2 separate regions of the Cyprinus carpio genome follow, and region 1 is linked to region 2. Evidence: chromatin contacts called from public Hi-C data. All regions are on one chromosome and are shown on one strand. The core of a region is the stretch at or near the end of the contact, and the rest is flanking DNA. Distances in the headings are between cores, read along the strand shown.

Region 1 (7,029 bases), core at 1,580-4,079, 43 kb after region 2:
ACTGATTAAAGTGAACAGGAGAGTAAATTATAATTTTTTGTTATTTTAAATTTATATACTATTATATTACATATTAATATATTTAATTATCTATTATTTTAATATATTCAATTTTAAATTTGAGTATTAGTAATTTCGTTATATGCTTTTGTTTTCTATTGATTTTTATTTTAACATTTCTATTTAGCTTTAATTTTGTTTTATATCAGTTTTAGTTTTAGTCATTTTAGTACTTCAGCTTGCACTTATTTATCTCAATTTACCAAGGCAGCATTTCAGATTTTTTTGGAAAAAAATTTTGATCTAATATTTATTTTATGATGATAACACTGTTAAATGATCAGAATTATTTGCACTTTTTTGGGAACTACCCCCTTAATCTTTGAGCTATGTAGGACATAATTTAGTTGAATCTGTAATTTAAGGTACTATCATGAAAAAAAAAAAAAATAGAACCATTATCGTGTCAGAAAAAAGTTGCAAATGCAACAGAGAAAAGTTAAGGAATTGTTTACCTGTGGGTGTTGTGATATTTCCTGCTGGAGTGGGGACAGGATGCTTCTCTAAACACACACAGGAGGCAGCAGAGTTTACTTTTGAAGTCCTCTTACATAATATGTTAACACTAAAGATGCTTGTCTCAGATTTGTTGCCAATTCAATATCTTAATGTGACAGCTAACATTAACATATGCAAAAGCCTACCATCTGAGTACTTGCAGATGAAATTATTCTTGGAATTGCAGTTGTCGTCAGTCCACTTGAACAGGCTGTGCTCCTTCTGGCCAGAAGAAGGTGAGGGCCTGTAGAATAATGCTACACACTTATCAAGGCCACATGAGGGCTCTGTCACCAACCAGTTCCTAAAAAAAATCACAGACTCACTGAATATTCTATATCAGATTTACCATTCTGCTTTCACTTGAAGGAACAGTTCACCAAAAAATTACTAATTAATTAAATTAATAATTCTGTCATCATTTACTTACTTTATTTCCTGATTCAGAGGACTTAGAATATAGAATATACTAATTGAAAAATAAAATATTATTTTATATGCTATTATATTATTTCATTTATTATTTATCTTCAATTGGCTTTTATTTTTACAGTCAGTTTTCATTTTAATTTTAGTTTAAGTTTTAGTAATTTTGTTTTGTGCTTTTGAAAATCTTCAAATATTTCTCTTCTGTGTCACATTTTAGTATTTTGCTTTCACTGAAAAGCTCACCAAAAATTGCAATCAACATTTACTCACCAACATGATTCAGAAGACTTAAAACATAGAATACATTAAAAGAACACAGAATTATATTTATATAGTATTATAGTATTTATTTTTTATTTTTAAATAGCTTTGATTTTTACATGTAGAGTTTTCATTTTAATTTTGTTATATGCTTTTGTCATTTTTTAATATTTCTATATAGCTTTAATTTTTTTCCCATTTTATTCATTTTAATACTGCAACTTAAACCTTTTTTCAGTTACTTGCCAAGGCAACATTTCTAATTTAATATGTATATTTCTATTATATAATATGTATATTTTATTTTATTTCAGCTTTATTTCAATTACCAAAAACTATTAAGGTAGTATGGAGTTTTGGTTTTAATTATAATAACTACAACTTATTGTGAAGAAAAGAATTCACAGGAATGACATGAGAATGAAGAAATTACTGAATTTTATTTTTTGGGAAAACTATAACCAAACATGCAAAAAATTAAAATAAATAATAATAAATAATCAGTCAATCAATTAATCAATCACAAGAATATTTCAGATTATTACTGCAAATATCCAACCTGAATGTGGCCTGACTGTAATCCAACCAGTGATACTGTGATGAACAATCAGAATTATATTGTGAGCTCCTTCGTAGCCCAATCCAGAAGTCTCCATCAGAGGCCCTGAGCTCCTGCACAAATCTCTCCACCAGACGTTGCTCATTCTCGGTCTCAATGCTGAGCAGCTCTCCATCACCCTCCCTGCATTTCTGTCTGGCTGCCTCAAAACTTGCTCTGAGCCCGATGTCCTGGAAGCTTGTGATCTTATAGCAGGGCTTCTCTGTCCCTCTCCGGCATATCCTGTGATCTGCAAACCACATCAACAAAAACCGCTGATGTTAGTATTGAACCTGAAGTACTGTTATGGAAATATTGCAGGAACCTTTATAGGAAAGTTGGCGATGGAACATATGCGAGCAAAGAGAGGAAGAAACCAGTAGAACTTTCACAAACTTCCAGGCGGAACAGCCATCAGCCATATCCTCCCTCACTAAAAAACAGCTGTGACCCAAAAATAAAATCCATAAACAAACCACTGTAACATAAAAGAACTCTGCTTAAGCGTTTGTTGCATCACCAGACGCTTATATTCGAAAATATGGTTCTGCAAAACAAAGGCTTCAAAAATCATTATTGAAAAAGACTGCAGTCTCTTAACCGAAACTATCGTATTATTAGACTGTCATTATTAAATACTGTGCACTCAAGAAGCACACAAAATCTAACGAAGTAAGATCATTTGAATATCACTATGCCTGAACAAGCAGAAACTCACCGCCGAACGCGCTTGATGCGCAGCAGCAGAGATGGAAACAAACTGCTAAAACGGTTCCGATCAGTTTCATGAACTCCATCTCTACATAGCTTCAATGGCACCACACGACTGTTTCTAGATCCTGCCGAAACGTCCCGCTGTCAGACAGAACCCAACGTTGTCAAGTTTTCGCTCAGACTCCAGAAAGGTTGCTCGAGTCTCCGAATCCAAGTGGCTGGCTGCTAGCAGAAGCTGCTGTAGCTGTTTTTGCGCTCCCACTCATTACGTGTGAAGTGTTCCGAAATGGGTTTTTCTACATCGCATGTTTTTGTTCGGTATTTTTAAATAAACAAGCTAATAGTAACTTAGCTAACACATGTTTAAAAGATTACACAAATGTATTTATGTGCGTGTTTACTTTTTTATGTGTCTTTGAAAAGCAGTACAGTTTTGAAATTTAGCACCACATCACTCCTCTGCAGTGAATGGGTGCCGTCAGAATGAGAGTCCAAACAGCTGATAAAACATCACAGTAATCAACAAGTATACTCCAATTCTTCAATCAACGTCTTGTGAAGTGGAAAGCTGCATAAAAGCTGCTTGTGTGTAAAACACATCCATCATTAATGTGTTTTAACTTCAGACTAATAATTCCGGACAAAATTTAGAGTCCATAATCCATAATAACGTTTCATCCGGTGAAAAGGTCCATCCTGTTGTCCTCACATCAAAATTTACCAACATATTTGTTTAGAACTGTTTTGGACTGTTTTCACATATGAACAGTGCTTGATCTGTACATACAGTAGGCTATAGTATTTCTCTCTTGATTCAGATGAGACGACACTTTCACTTTCACTTTCAAAAGCAATATCATGGATAGAGGATTTTAGCTGGAAGCAATTGTTTGAAGTGAAAGAAAAAAAAAGCGTTAATGATTTGTTTACAAACATGCAGCTTTTTGCTTCACAAGACGTTAATCGATGAACTGGAGTCATGGAGTACTTGTGGATTAATCTGATGTTTTTATTAGCTGTTTGAAATCTCATTTTGACGGCACCCATTCACTGCAGAGGATCCACTGGTGAGCAAGTGATGTACAGGTAATGCTACATTTCTCCAAGTCTGTTCTGACGAAGAAACAAACTCATCTATGTGTTGGATGGCTTGAGGGTGAGTACATTTTTTTTTCAGCAAAATTTTTATTTTTGAAGGAACTTTTCCTTATCTTTAAGTTGTTAAATTGCCAAATTGTTGTTTTATTTTTATTTGGTAGTGCTTTGATTTTTTTTTATGTTAAATATGTTGCAGGATATAAGTGGAAAGTAACCATGTGCATGAACTTTTAGCAATGTATTATGTTTTTCCTGCATCATTACTAAACATCAATCACTTTGTAATCACCGTGGTTTCTGTTCATATAAAATCTGAGACATGCAGTGCAGAGGGACCATTTTTTTTGGCTCACTAGCAAACTGGCAGAGGAAATAAGATTACTTTTTATGAGGTCGACTGGTCTGTGCAAGTCAAAGGAGCTCAGTCACTGCTGTTGACCCTGCCAACTCACAGTCAGCCGCACACTATCCTCAGGAATAGGAAGCCAGTCAGGAAAGGAAGCACACAGTTTTTCAACAGTCTGTTTCCTCTTCATCTTTGTGGTTTGTTTTTTTGTTGTGTTTTTTGTCCTTTTTCATTTCCAGACATTTCCCCCTTGACCTGACAAAGAAAATAAATTCATTAAACAGCTTAAGCTGGAAAATATAAACTATAAAAACCTTTCTGGTGTGCATGGCAGTTACAAGAGGCCTACTTAGTTCAATTCTTGGTAGAGGCAACCTCCTACAGTGTTACTGTGTAATCATATATGCAGTGAAATCTTTGTAGGGTATTTCGAACAGATCCTGCAGATGTCATGAGGTTTTGGAGAAATTAGGGAGAAGCCATCAGGCCAGTGGCACTGCATGTGTAGTTTGTTTGTACTGATCTCTGGCAGGCTGCCCAGACTATTTGCCCCTCCTAACTGAATGTAGTCGGTCATGTCCCTTTTATTAGATTCAAGTCACTTATTTCGAGAACCACTAACTTCTGAACATATGCTTGGCATTAGCATTGAACCCTTTTGAAAAACAGCACGATTGTTAGAGTTTTTGCTTTGTTCTGTTTACATCATTAGACGTTTACATTATTTACATTGTTCTATTATTCTATCTACTACATTAATATTGTAGAACTTGCATTATACAGCAGCATGTCTCCAAGCAACACACATTAGTGACGTTTCTTCCCTAAATAAAACTTTAAATTATTAGTTTGAGTGAATGATTCAGTGACTCACTCATTACCAGAGGCTAATACTGCTCTCACTATTTCTGTCATAAAAAGATATTAGAGAAACAGAAAGTATACTATGTTATTCCAGAATTAGACTGAATGACTCATTCATAAAGACTTGCCATAACAATGCTACCTGTATGTCAGCACTCCTAAAACCATTCCGATTCAGGGACGGGAACTAGCTGATGTGTGTTCCTGGATATTAAAATGACTATTTTCACAGAATGCCTTCCTGGCATTTTAGGCTGTGCTTATTTCAAAAAATCTACAGTAACATGCAGCTTGTACAGTTTGTTTAGGTGTGTTCAGTTTGTGTCACCTTGTGTGGATGCTGCAGCTTGCATATTTATTGCACATGCATATAGAATGGACATTAAAGTTTATCTCACGAATGCTAAGAATTTTCTATAACCTGGATGCAGGAAAGTATAATATTGCAACAGCCAGATATGAGCATTTAACAAGTACAAGCTGACTCTTGTAATAACTAAGAGACGAGTTTGAGAAGACACCAGATCCACTGCCACTGCTTTCAGTGACATCACAGACAGATTTTGAACGGACTGAACTACAGTATTTGTTAAAAACGTGAAAGTTCAACATTATGCATGCTTATTTTGTGCTCGAACCGTTATCTATAGCAATAAACAAGATAATAGATTTAGGGAAGCGCCATATATTTCATTTTTGACGGGAATGAACACGATGCTGTGAGGGATTCAGTTGTAGGTTACTGTTGTTTAACGATATATGGATTGTCCAGTCGACGAAACGTCTTTCCGAAGGAGAATAAAAAATAAATAAATAAATAAATAAAAATCGACAAAAAAACGCCATAAAAGTTCATTATCATTATATAGTGCGTAAATTAGCAATGGCATCTTAATACCACATATTATTATTATTATTATTATTAGTCTATATATTATTATTATTAATATGTGGTATTAAGATGTCATTGCTAATTCACTGGCAATAATATTGGTGTTGCAATTTGTAATTTATTGAACCAGCAGGTGGTAGTATTATACTAGTGCTGTTCTAATATTGTACTACTATTTGTTCTGAAGAGCCTCAACGTTCCTTTGCTTTGTTCAGTTGTAAGATACACTAATGCTGTCACAGTAGTCATCCTTTCAAACGCTTTCTACGGATCTCCACCCCCCTTCCCACAGTGGTAAAATTTGCAAGCATTGTTATTTTACAGATTTCTTACATGACATTTTGCCATCAGTCATAAAGGAGTCATGAATCATGATTTGACAACAGAGCTCTACTCTTTACAATGGTTTTCCTCTACTGTGTGTGAATTCTCAGTATATCATTTTGCATAAATGAAGAGGACTCTTAAATTAATTTGATATCCACTATTTTTCTTCCACAAAATCTGATTAAATTACAATATAATACTATATTGCTAGCACATGAGATAAGACACAGGACAGATTTGTCTGCTTGGTTCTCTTTATGTTTTACTTTCTGTTCTCTTGTCTACGGTTTGATTAAAATATTTATCCTTCAGTTAAAGAATGAAATCAGATTGTGAAGTTGCTGTAAATTCTTATTCATAGGAATGTTGCCTTATAAATTTATGAATTGTGGTTTATAAATTAGGTACAAACTGTACCCACTGTAGTCAATTCTGTCCTTATCTGACTGTGTAAGTGGCTTGACTTCTTGAACAAGAATTATTCTCATACTTCACACTATGCATTTTACAACCTCTCTAAACCAGATTTAGTGATCTCTGCAGTCACATGAATTCATCTAAACTGAGAAGAACACAGGGAGTTCTTTAGTCTAGTGGACAAGAACAGAAAATCAGGTGTGACGCATCCAAGCGTAATATGTGAAATATGTTCTCACAAGGGGCTTTTCAGCACAAAAAAAAAAAAAAGTTTACGTGCCTCATTCAAAGTTTTTTGTCGGATTTCAGCATCACTCAGTCAAAACTGACCCTTTAGGCTTTAGCAGGGGTGTCTTGGTCTAGCTGCTCTCAGAACACAATAGATGATGCTTGCATGCTATTTTTGGTGTTCTGTTTTTCATACCTTGTGGCACATTATCACATTTCTTGTATTCATAATGTTCTATTCCCAGGAGATGATGCAACATTTCATGTTTCACATTATCTATACACAACAGACTCTTT
Region 2 (6,893 bases), core at 118-2,617:
TTTTCAAGTTGTATTGCAGTGGGCAGTAAATCTGGTGGTGTAGCTTGAAAAATTACATGGATCTAAATCTGTTTGTATCTTTATTTCAGTCTTGATCTTCATGTTAGCATATGAATTAACATTAGTATCTTTGCCTTGTTCTACAGTATGTGCCATCCGAGAGGCTGCCACCTGCAACCTCATGAAGCTGGTGGAGAAGTTTGGAGCAGATTGGACCCAGAACACCATTGTGGCCAAAGTCCTTGGCATGGCCAGTGATTCCAACTACCTGCACAGGATGACCAGTCTCTTCTGCATCAATGTAAGTCTGGATGCCCTGGCTGGTGACTAAAAAAACTAAATGTTCTTCCAGTTGGAAGGCATTACATCAGTATCTGGTGTTGCAAAATGGGAATAACTGAAAGCCATTTTTTGGGGATGTGGGTCAGGCTCTGTCTGAAGTATGTGGACAGGAAATCACCACCAAGCACATGTTGCCTGTAGTTCTCAAGCTGTCCACTGATCAGGTGGCTAGGTGCTTACAGAAGATCAGACCAGTTTTGGACAGCAGCTATTAAATAATAGCTGCCTACACCTTATTGTTCTCAATGGTATAAGCAAACAAACTATAAGCAATACTAACAATGATATATTCAACAGTGCTTTGCAGGCAGAGGTTAAACCAGTCCTCGAGAAACTAGCTACAGACCAAGATATGGATGTGAAGTACTTTGCTCTAGAGGCTATTAGTGGTATGTATCTCTTTAACCTTCCAACATAAATCTTCTCAGAAACATTTTCATTCTCCTTTATGCAGTTTTTTTTTTCTGCTTTCTCCATAGTTCTTGCCTTGGCCTGTCTGACCTCCTCACCACATCCAGTGAAAACTGACAACACAAGACCTGTTGCATTCTATTTATTGTTCCTTTTGAATGATTAAGTATCGTCAGTGTGTTCTTGTTTACTCTAAAAGATATTCAATGCTCAAAGGATGAACTTTGTCAAGTTTTACCTCAAACACTGTCAGCGCAGATAAGCTCTGCATGATTGTACAATTATAGCTGTTCGCAAACATCAACCCATGAGCCATTCCAGTGTGATCGTATAGTAATCGGTACAAGCCTGCTTCGGCGTGCCATTTGCTTTTCTTAGACTGGAGCTCATCCTGCCAGTAGCAGATGGTGCGAAATGCCTGTTTATTTGTTTTAGTAGATTTGCTAGTGCACAGCACATTGTTTACATGTGCTTCCTCTGTAGAGGGAATAAAAATCTCATGTGCTCACATGGTTTAACCACAGAGTCCTCCGTGTGCACAGGGCAGATAGTGTTCTGAGCACATGGTTGGATTGCGGTCTCTCTAGAAATCACACCTTATCACACTCTAAAGTCACACCTTTATCATGAGCTTTTTCCATCTAGGGACCATATAATGTAATCAGTTGTGCTGTAACACAGGATACACGTACGAAACAACATCAATGCATGCAGTTTTAACTGCATTTTTGCACTTATGGTGGTCCTGAATACCCCTTTTTATAAACTTGTAGATTTTAGCTTTTGTGCCAATGAAATGTCTAGTTTTAATACTGTTTATTATTTTGTAAGTTTTTCAATATACATTTTTTCTCTTTAAGTGGAGGGCATGTTAAGTGATCATAAGTGGTCATGTCATGAAATCATTGGGCTGGTATGAAGGAATGGTGTCTTGTGTGGGACTTAAATCAGCAATATTCATTGTTACAAACAACTTGCACCTAGTGCATTTTGGGGGAGCCCTTTGTTTATGGTTAATATCATTTGAACGTGTAGTTTTGTTTTTGTTCTTTTTAACTCATTTGGTAAATGGGTGTACTTTTGGGAGCAAATAAAGTCATTTGAACTACGTATCTTGCAGTTGTCCTTTGATGTACTCTCACAGACTAATCGTTGCATAATTCTAACTGGAATAGGGTGTGCGTCACACCTGTTAAATATGGTCTCCAAGAGTTTGTCATCCTATATGAATTTTAAGGATTAATGTGCAATCAGGTTTTTGGTCTCCTGATGAAACGTTTTCTATAGTTACCTGGCTAGTGATCTTATTGGCAGTGTTGGATTGCGTGTTTTCGTCACCGAATTTGGCAGGAGTTGGTGGTACTGCGCTCTGACACTTCTCCAGAGTATCAGATGTCTTATTTAAGCAGAATTATTTCTGTAAAAACTGTTAGGATGGATTTGTGACTAGACTTATTTGGAACAAATTTGAACAGCTCACATCCTTAAGTTATTAGCGAGGGTAGCAAACTCTCCTGTATCATTTGAATTCGGACCCTAACAGTTCGGAGGCATTTAGTCATAGATCAGACTGACTTAAGATCAATGGTTTGCATGGGTGTTTAATACCGTCTCATTACCTGAACCTAAATGTGGAAACAATGGACCATTAGTGAGCTGTCTAAACCTCAAATTAATATCTTTAGTAATTACTCTTATAAATGGCCATGCAGTATATGATAGCATGTAGAGTACTAGAGAACAAAATGTGAAATGGACCTCTGTCTTGAAGGAAGTGGATATGTTCAAGTCAACTTTTTAAGCTGTGCTCTCATCAGTGTTAAGTCTATGTAATTCCTGTGTAGCTGAGATGGGTCATTGTGGCCAAATGTTTTCAGATGTTCCTGCTTGTGTTTAAGCAAGATTATGCAACGGCAGCTGTGCTGAAGATGGCTAATAATCATTTTGTTTAAACATCATGCTGAAATCAAAGACTGATGGCACTGAGATGTGGTCATCTACTCCCAAAATGCTGTAATTTCTTGTGTGTTTAGTTTCTAATGTTATTACATCATTCAAATGGTTATTTAATGGAAGCACAAATCTACTATTTCTTCACAATTACACAAGGTGTTCCCCAAGGTTAAGTACTTGGCACATTTTTTATTTTCTTCACTTTTGTTTCTCTGAGCTGATAAAATCTATCAACATGGTGTCATCTTTCACTACTAAACTGATGACATTCAGATTTCAGCACCGGCTCTGAAACACCACTTCTATCAGTTTCCTTGCTGCATCTCGCTGTGGCATCAAGTACTGGATGAGCTGTAACTTCCTGAAACTCGACTCAAAATCTTTTGATGTTAATTAGACAAAAACAAAGCTTGGTTTGTGAGTCAACATTAAAGCTCTCTAAAAACTGTAATCTAGGTGTCATTTGACTCATCCCTCTTTTTAATATGGCACTTGTTTTTAAGATTTTGTTATTTTTATATACGTACTTGGCATTGTCCCAAACTTACCATTACAGAGGCCGGATTGAACATGCCTAAACAAGCTAATCAAGGCCTTCAACATTACTAGAACATTACAGGCATCCTGCATCAATAATGCATTATTGTCCTTTTAACACATTACTTGTTTAAGGAAATAAACAAGATACAAAGTGTATCTCTGTTTGTAGTTTTGACGGACAATGTATTCAATTATAAATGTTAAATCTGACTTCAATCAGAAGACAACAAACATTGCATCTAACTCACAAAGGCCAACATTCATCGTCACGGGGACAATTAACATAGAGATTGAAAGCTACAACAAGTTTAAGGTTTTCTCTTACACCTATTGTTAATCTGATTTGACAAGTGATATCTGAATATTTTGAGAATATGCGAAGATTCTAATTGTTGCATACTATATTGCTGTAGCAATTCAATTTCCTTAGATTGCACCTTGGATATTTCATGCTTGTCTTATGATGTGATGGTCTTTCATGAGGCTAATGAACACCACTGAAGAATTCCAGTCCAGTCCTTTGTGATGTTGTGTCTCTTATGGATGAAATGGAATTGTATAAACTGTTTATAGACTAAGGAAAATTCTTCTCTTATTCATTATTCTTTATTAACTTTAATATTTTGTTAAAAAGGCAAATGTTTGTGGAGTGGCCATGCCTTTTGATTTCATAGTGTTGTAACGGTACACGGTGTTAAGATTTCAGCAAGTGCTAAACAATTAATTGAGACAGATATTAGTTATTACTAAATGATCTATCATATTTGTCCAAATGTGAGGAAAAAAAACTGCTGTTGGCTGATACCAAATTCAAAATTCTTGCCTAATGAGAGACGCACCAGTTGGAAACCATGATTCCAAGAAAATGAGGATTTGATGGCACTGACACTTATATACAGGTAAGCCATCACTGACCTCATTGGATCAGTTGTTTCTGTCCAGTTTAGCAGGCCAAATGAATCTGTGCCAATCTTGATGCTCCTCTGAGGATAATATGTCTGATAACCACCTAATTATGCTGTAATAATAGGATTCTGCAGCAATGGGACTATTCTTGCATTAAACACATTTGTCTCAGGTGTATCAAGAGTAACACCATTCCACTGTCAACATTGCTGCCATTGACTTGTGCTTATGTTTTATGCAAGTAGAGCAGGAACCTAAAATAGATTTTGTACCTGGTTTTACACTTTCTCTTGTTCCCGGTATAAATGAAATAAATGAAATTCAACAGAACTGCACTGAGCAGACAGGATGTGTGAAATGGACGTTTTTCAAACTGTTGGAAAAGACTTTCGGCTACAATACGATCTGATTTGAGTTGGGTAAGAGAAATATTTAGTGGTGGTTGATTTTGAGAACAGTGGAAAAAACAACAGTTTCTCCGCTTGTGTAATTTGTGAGCATTCTTGTGTGGTGAGCTGTCTGGAAATCGGGCTCTTGCCTCATATGTGATCAGAATGAGTGAATGAGAGTGAGAGTGAGAAAGAGAGGGCGAGAACGTACATGGATGTGTGAATGAGAACAAATGAGCTCAGGGTCATGTGAAAATCACAGCAGAAGAGGAAGCTTCCTTTGAGAGTGAACTCTAAATGCTCTGCTGAACAAATGAATTGAAACATTCTAATAGGGAATCATAAGTTTGTTGCACATAATTAAACTCACAAACCCCTTTACACACCAAAACTGTATTGTTTAATTGACTGATGTAGCATGAAATACTTTCTAATATTTCTATGAGGGTTTGTAAGGGGCTTTTTTTGTGCATCACACTGCTTTTCAATTGTTTTAAACATTCTAAACATGCTGGACGGTTAATGTGTGCATATAATGCAAGTGTACAGGACCGCTTCGGAAGCCTAATATTTGTAGGCCTATGTTTTCTTACACACTCCTATCATTTAACTTAAGACGACATTGATTCATCAATAGGTGTTGTTTGGGTTACCATCGTCCTCACTGTGTAATTGTGTAGTTTTTTAAGCATTATCTTTGGATGTCCTGTTATTATATTTATTCATGTATTTATTTATTTGGAATACTCAATAATACTCAATAAAATACTCAAGTAAAATTTAAAGTTATACTTTTTTACTTTTACTCAATTATGCTTTTGGCCAGATACTTTTAACTGAGTAAGATTTTCACTGAATATCTGTACTTTCACTTGAGTAGAATTTTTGAATACTTGCCCAAAATCAAGCAAAATTGATGGAAGGAGATCCGTTGGAAGACAATGACTGGATCTAAAACCTTCAGATAACAGACAGCAAATATCTGCGAGTTTGTAAGTTACTGAATACACACATTAAAAAAAAAAAAAAAAAAAAACAGAAATACTAGATGTTTGTGTAGCACAGTGTTGCCAAGTCTGTGGTTTTCCCGCAGAATTGGTCTACTTTAACACTGCTGCCGTGGGTTGAAGCGACACCAATAACATGATATTTAGCCACTGGAATGCAAATTTACTGGAGGATTCCCGCCGAAAAAACGTGTATTTAACCCCCCGGAATGCAAGTATTTTTTTTTTACCGCGGGAACCCCCTCCAAACGCGATTGGGCTAGTTTTGAGTATCAATTGGGCGGGTTTTGTTGCGAAAACCTGGCAACCCTGAGCACAAAGCACATCTCTCGCACTGTATGACGTGACAAGACCCCTTGTGAATTTTGACAAAAATGTGGTTCATTGTGAGTTATAAAAATGTTGTCACTCCGGAAAATAACCGAAGTCTGTGTGAACGTAGCCGTGTTCTACTGCTGTGTAAAAGTGACAATAAAACATTGGAAAAACAGTGCAGTCAAGTGAATTTGAGTTATGTTGAAAATCCCACCAGAGAAAATAAACACACAAAACGCTTTGTTCAATAAATCTTTTTTTGAAATCTTAACAGCACATTAGCTTATGTGTGGTCAACAACCATGAAGGTAAATGCAGAATTGTAGGATGTCCAAGGAATGGTGTTTGCCAGCAGGTGTGATTATGATATGGCAACACATTCACTAATCTGTTCATTCTGAACTATTCATAAGAAATATTGCTATTAATACTTTTCACCGGCATATACTGATTGACAAAACAAAAAAACAGCACTGTTACAACGCTGACCAAGAAGCTCCAAACTCCACACGGTGGGGTTATTATACAGGAACACTTCTGAGGGGACTTTGGTTTTGTACCTTTGTAAAACCTGGGTCTACATATGTCCTGTAACAATACCAACAGAATCAAACTGAAAAACAAGGTTATTAAAGAACTATTCACCCAAAAATCATTTACTCGCCCTCATGTCATTCTTAACCTGTTTGGGCCATTTTCATGATACTCTCATAGTTCTTTTGCATTCTTTTTGATGCTTGAAAGTGTTTCACAGGCGAAAGTCAGCCATACAAGTTTGGCTCGACATGAGGGAGAGTAAATGAAGACTGAATGTTTGGTGAACGATCCTTTTAAGATCTTAACTTAAAAGAAAGAAGAAAAAGGCACACAGAACACTATCACATTAAATACAAAATTTGTTGCATTTTGAAAGCACTTTCAAAGTTTCTAACCTCTACGTTACACAAAACAATCGCCCAGTCGCGCTCTCTCTCGGCATCCTTCTTTGAGAGAGCGCGTTATTGGAAAGAGATGAATTTTATGTCTCTTG

Evidence for each region. A called contact is a pair of places that touch in the nucleus more often than the background predicts.
Region 1: a Hi-C map of red blood cells shows a contact between it and region 2, with 3 times the contacts expected there. The contact joins the promoter of LOC109085625 here to the enhancer-like site in region 2. A contact is called at or near these places in 5 of 8 Hi-C or Micro-C datasets (liver, red blood cells and skeletal muscle).

Annotation. Positions count from the first base shown.
Region 1 is chrA15:14,463,502-14,470,530 of ASM1834038v1, forward strand. LOC109085625 (layilin-like) reads right to left here and starts at 2,830. Exons shown (of 7, transcript XM_042771105.1): 1 at 2,565-2,830; 2 at 1,808-2,096; 3 at 705-862; 4 at 516-563. The coding sequence starts at 2,643.
Region 2 is chrA15:14,421,919-14,428,811 of ASM1834038v1, forward strand. LOC109085620 (serine/threonine-protein kinase SIK2-like) reads right to left here. Exons shown (of 15, transcript XM_042771089.1): 15 at 6,103-6,893. It also overlaps the pseudogene LOC109085623. Among protein-coding and RNA genes, the nearest start is that of LOC109093280, 27 kb to the left of the region's middle. Within about 2 kb of position 1,368, at least 1 of the 8 cell types and tissues checked has an H3K27ac peak or open chromatin away from gene starts, as enhancers often do.